2 separate regions of the Mus musculus genome follow, and region 1 is linked to region 2. A link is a contact called in public Hi-C data. All regions are on one chromosome and are shown on one strand. Each heading gives the region's core, a stretch centred on a gene start, on an enhancer-like site or on the middle of the called end of the contact. The rest is flanking DNA. Distances are from core to core; before and after follow the strand shown. Region 1 has its middle 72 kb from the start of Gm31816. Region 2 has its middle 93 kb from the start of Gm31614.

Region 1 (2,700 bases), core at 188-2,687, 700 kb after region 2:
TCCTCCTTAAGTTTCCCTATCCAAGAAGTGACTCCAAAACAGAGGGTGTGTGGCACCTTATCTGGCCACTCGCTGGTATGTGGGGGCAGGGGGGGCAGTGTCTGTGTCTGCCTCTGTGTGTGTGTGTGTGTCTGCCTGTGTGTGTGTGTGTCTGCGTTACAGTCTCGTGGGTGTGTGTATATGTACATGCAGATGTACCCAAGGAGGCCAGATGTTAAGTATCTTCCTCAGTCTCTCCATAAGCCTGGAGCTCAGTCAGTCAGTGGGCCGGGTAGCCAATCAGCTCCAGGGATCTGCCTAGTTCCTCCTCCCCAGCTATGAGATTACAGAAGCACGCCTCCATACCTGGCTTTTGATGTGTGTGGATGGAACTCAAGTTCTCATGCTTGCATGGAAAGCATTTTACCAAAGTAAGCCTTGTCCTCAGCCTTCAGCTTAATTTAGTAGGTACTGAGTACTAGGGTCTTTGGAATTGCCTGAGCAGATTAAACAAGGTCTCTCTCTCTCTCTCTCTCTCTCTCTCTCTCTCTCTCTCTCTCTCTCTCTCACACACACACACACACACACACACACACACACACACACCACTCACCCATAAGAAAATCGAATGTGCCACAGAACCCAGAAATAACGAGAGACATCCCATAGTGTTCCCTCAGAAGGGATCTGTGATCCCTTCCTGCCACCATTTGCCCTTCTCTCCTCAGTCTTTGTTACGATATCACCAAGTCACTGGGCAGCCACTCTCCAGGAGAAACCCCGCCCCTCTGCAGCCCTGGCAAGCTGAGCCCTTGCTCCTTCGTTGGTGTACATCATAAATGTGTAATGCCAGTCTACGAAAACCACCCAGCCCAACCCGCTCTGCCTTGCATCGCTAACAGCCTTATCAAAGGGTTCCCTTCTGAGCGTGGAGAAGAGAGAGCCCTCCAGGTTTTGATTCATGGCAGGTGAAGGCTGCATGTGCTGAGAACTGATTGAAATCAGCGAGGTCAACAAAGTACAGCCGAGAGCGCCCAATAATTGGGAGAGAGGCATCGCTTCCTGGTTGTCCTGTATCCCCCTATACTCGCAGGCTCCCACTTCTAAAAGGAAATCTTTGTCTTACACACTTTACTGCACTGGCAAATGCTCTGTTTTTATAAACTTGAGATTTTGCTGACCCACCTGTCCTTTCACTTTGTCTTGTAAACGGTCTAGCCATGGGATGGCCCGGGGTGGGGTTGGGGGTGGGGCAGGAGGGAGGTGGCTGGAGATTGAAGGGAAGGGATTTTGGAAACTGTTTTTGTTGTTTTGCTTTGCTTTGTTTTGTTTTGCTTTGCTTTGCTTTATTTTGCTTTGCTTTGTTTTTTTTTGGGGGGGGGGCAGCATCCCACCTCCGTGTGCCCATTCATTCAGGAGATGCGCACAGGCACCCTTCCATTTTGTTGCGTGAGAGGAAAGCCTGCCCTCTAGCTCCACAGCCCTTTGATGCAGATAGGAGTACTGCTTTACAAAAGGAATCTAATGAGTTCAAAGGAAATGGCTGCATTCTAGCGGAACTCTCAATTCTCCAAGAACTCAAGCCTTCCTTCCACATTCTCCGTATCCCGCTCCCTCTCCTCTCCCACCCTTTCCCTTCATCCCTCCCTATCTCTCTCTCTTCCCCCCTCCCTTTCCCTTATCCTTTTTCTTTCTCCCCGGTCCACTCATTTTACTCTTCCTTTAAGGAGGTTCTAGGCTGAAAGTTCTTGGAAAGGAAGCATGGGGCTTCTGTCCCAGGCACCCAGAGGACTCGGCACAGCACAGCACAGGGTTGGAAGCTGGCCCAGCCCCTAGGCTGGAAGGGATGTTCAGCTGAGAGGAGAGGGAGTTGAATAACGGTTCAGTCTGCTCTATGTGGAACTGGAAGCCATCATGGGGACCCTTGTGAAGAGGAGAAGCCTTGACTGACCCAGAGCCTTGGAGACCGCCAGCGAGAGAGCAGGGGCTTCCACAAAAAGTCTGGAAGAGCGTCTGAGTTGAGCTTTGATGCTATGGAGCTGGGCTGGGCTTCATTGTATCAGAGGGAACTAAGCTTTGTTTTCTATTGTTGTTGATTGTCACCCAGCTCTGTGTCTGCTCAAAGAAATAAGCCTTTTGAGACCTGCCCTGTGGGCAACATAACTCCTTAATCCCTGTCACACAGGAAGCTAGGGAAGTCAAAGCTACCATCCAGGCCTGGAGAATATCACTTGTAATCGTCAAAAAATATGTAGCTCTTGGATTGAATTTTTTTCTGCTGGTTTCAAAGAGTCTCTAAAGCATATGCTGCCACCCATGGATGCAAAGAGGAGACCTTGTCACAGTAGGATGCTCACCTCCATGTGTAAATTCAGAGGTTCACAACCAGAAGTGTCATCAGCAAGTTTAGCAGCTATGCCTGCCCCGCCGTGGATCTCTCTCTACAAGAGCTCCCTCTCAGAATCAACCTGCCTGCTTCCCCTGCAGTCCGCTGCCCCAGGAAACCTCCTGAACAAACAAATATGACAGATAAGAACAAGTTTTGATAGAGATGCGCAGCTACGGAAACCTTTGTACATTACTGAGAGGAGTGTAGCCGTTTGGAGAGTTTCTGACTAAATTAAGCAGATGATCTGATCCTATACTTCCACCCTCCAGAGAGACACCCATGACAAATGCAACGCCACAGTGCATAGAGGTCCGTCCCCATAAAGCATGAAC
Region 2 (2,700 bases), core at 155-2,654:
AGACTTCCACAAAGTATCCACCTAGAGCAGCTAGCCTGAGCGCCAGCCACCTTACCTACCCTTTTAGGGGCATGTAAACAATATCCTTCCTCCAGCACCCTGGGATCTCTCTGAGGGACCCCTAGAAACAACAGAACACTGGTTAGCTAGGACTATCTCTGCATCAAGAGATCCAAGTCCTGGTCAATTGCTCACAATAGAGATAAGGCCAAGTAGCTGCAGGAGTAGGGGAGACCTGTAAGCTCTGGCCTGGATCACTGGGAAGTGAAGAGGAGGCACCAGGTCCTTTAGGGAGGTGGAGGCATACTGCACTGGCCTCTTTGTCTCCAGCAGCTCCAGAGGCCTCCATTCCTGAGCCAGTGTTCAGAGTCCCCTGCCCCATTGCCAGCTAAGCCTGCACTGTCTCAGGACTGGTGACTCAGCAGCATTTTCTGCTCTTCTCAACCAAGGGGCCAGGGAGGCCATCTTCCCAAGCTCTGCCACTCCCCAGCCTGGACTGTCTACCAGCCTCACCCCCATCCCATTCTCCCTTCTCCCACTGGTGCCTCATTTCTTCATTCATGGGCAGCCTCCCTCTGAGATTAGGAGAGTTTCACCAGCCTGGTTGGGAGTCATAATAGGGCGTGGTGCTTCTGTTGTTTTTGGGAATCTGAACTACAGCTTGCAGAGACAGGAGAAGGGAAGCAGAGAGAAGAGAAAGAAGGGTTAGGAGGGAGAGTAGGAAAGCAGAGAAGAAAGAGTATAGAGAGGGGAAGGAGAGGAAGGCAGGAGAGGTGGCTACTGGGGGACAAGGTGGTTGAGATGTGAATCAAAATATGTCTTTCCTACCCAGATGGAAGACATGGGAGAGATAGGTCTGGGGAAGCCACTGTGTGTGCTGGTGTTGGGTAGACAGCATAGTGGGGTTGGAAGGAGAAAACAAATAGAATGAAAGTGATCCTCCCTAAAAAGGGGGGAAGGAAAAGAGAGGTGGGGTGAATTGCAAACTGAAGACAGAGAAGAGAAGGATGCGGAAGTGAGGACCTCTGAATCACAGGAAGGGATGGCCACCCAAACCAGAACCCTCAGCATGGGGGTGAACCTAACACACAGGAACATACAGGCAAGGGTGCACGGCAGTCTGAGGTGTGTGTCAGGGGCATCCTGAGCTGCTCTGCCCTCTGATGGGGTCCCTTGTCTTGCCCGGGCTCCTGAAAAGGGGTGGTCTCTGCAGGACTGGCTTTCCTGTGCCTGTCTACTGCCCAGTCCAGGAAACTTCCACTCGTGATTAGACGAGGAGAGGCCAAAATCTTCATTCCTCACACTTGTCACCCCAAATTGGATCTAACCGCCTCTCTCCCTGCCTCTCTCCCTCCTAGTTTCCTTAGTAACTGACAGTTCCCCAGTGAATGCCAGACCCTGGGTGACAGACCGCTGTCACAGTCTCTCTTCTGACTGTCCCTCCCCAACCCACACAGACTCACAGACTTGGGTGGGGGTGTGAGGATGCCAGGGTAGACGGGGGGGGGGTTAATTAAAACATGGGGGGATCATTTATTACCCCACCAAGAGGAAGCCTTAATTACTCTATGTGAGGCTGGGGCATGCCAGAAGAGGTGGCTACACAGGGGCACAGGGAGGAGACTAAGCCCTGTCTCCTTCCTCCTTCCCTCTCTATGAGTCTGTCTTGGGTGGGAGAGGTGTGAGGTGGGTCTGTAGAAATGAAGGGGTACTTGTGTGTGTGTGTGGGGGGGGAAGCGGAGGGTGAAACCCGATTGTGTTCATTAAGGCAACACAAAACTGGGAGCCGTAATAATAATTAAATTAATTATAAAAGCAATTTGCTTTTGAAAATTTGATTTGACAGCTTACTAGTGGCCGCACCGATCTAGCGGCTCTGGCTTAAAAATAGTTAGAACGACAACAACAACAACAACAACAAAAAACCCAACCAGATGAAGCAGCAGCTAATTTTAATTAGATGCTGGGTTGGTAAACAGAATTCAGCACCACCCTTTCATTGGGGCTGACTCTGGTTTACGGGATGTCAGGATTGGTTTGGGGGAAGGTAGGGGAGGAGTGGCGGTTTTCTTCCTTCTGAGAGCAGCCGCAGGCTCTGGAGTTCCAGGCACAAGTGCCAAGGGTGGGTTCCCTTCCTTCCCACTGCCTAGCCAATCTGCTCAGAGCCCCTTTCTGGGTTTTGTCCTGGGTGACCTTGGCAGAGTCTGCTGTTTCTGGGCTTGCTGCAGTTCAGCTGTGTGGGGCTACATGTGCATGTATGTGTATATGTGCATTCATGAGTGCTTACGTGGATGCAAGTGACTTGTATGTGTGTGTGCTAGAGAGAAAATTGTTTAGTATATATAGCATATTATATAGACTGCACCTACTGAAACACTTGCAGGGAGAGGGAAGTGGGCCAGGCTGCAGTGCTGGCCACAGTCTCTAGAAATCTCTACAGTCTCAGAAGCAGAAGTTTTAGTGAAGGCCAAGGAGGCTGAGTCTGGCAGGCAAGTCTGCTGTCTCCCCAGAGCCTCAGGAGTCTGGGCACCCCGGGCCCCTTCTCTCCCAGGACAAGCATGTGTTCTGGCTCACCCGCCATGCTGTCAGTCTCTCCCACCCACTCCCTACGGTGTGCAGGGATTTGGTTCATCCTCAGTGCCACTGCCTGGCACAGAGCCCAGCATATAATGGGCATCCAATAAGTGTCAGCTGAGTGGA

Evidence for each region. Hi-C and Micro-C count contacts between places; a contact is called where the count stands out from the background.
Region 1: a contact with region 2 is called in a Hi-C map of cortical neurons, with 2.8 times the contacts expected there. The contact joins two enhancer-like sites. A contact is called at or near these places in 9 of 484 Hi-C or Micro-C datasets (the N1E-115 cell line, cerebellar granule neurons, cerebellum and 4 more) and 2 of 115 datasets of contacts at active chromatin or transcription factors (VIP interneurons and embryonic basal ganglia).

The regions. Positions count from the first base shown.
Region 1 is chr9:47,438,859-47,441,558 of GRCm38.p6, forward strand. No RefSeq gene overlaps it. Among named protein-coding and RNA genes, the nearest start is that of Gm31816, 72 kb to the left of the region's middle. Within about 2 kb of position 1,438, at least 13 of the 459 cell types and tissues checked have an H3K27ac peak or open chromatin away from gene starts, as enhancers often do. A contact at or near this core is called in the N1E-115 cell line and cortical neurons, where this site is marked.
Region 2 is chr9:46,736,142-46,738,841 of GRCm38.p6, forward strand. No RefSeq gene overlaps it. Among named protein-coding and RNA genes, the nearest start is that of Gm31614, 93 kb to the right of the region's middle. Within about 2 kb of position 1,405, at least 22 of the 459 cell types and tissues checked have an H3K27ac peak or open chromatin away from gene starts, as enhancers often do. A contact at or near this core is called in the N1E-115 cell line and cortical neurons, where this site is marked.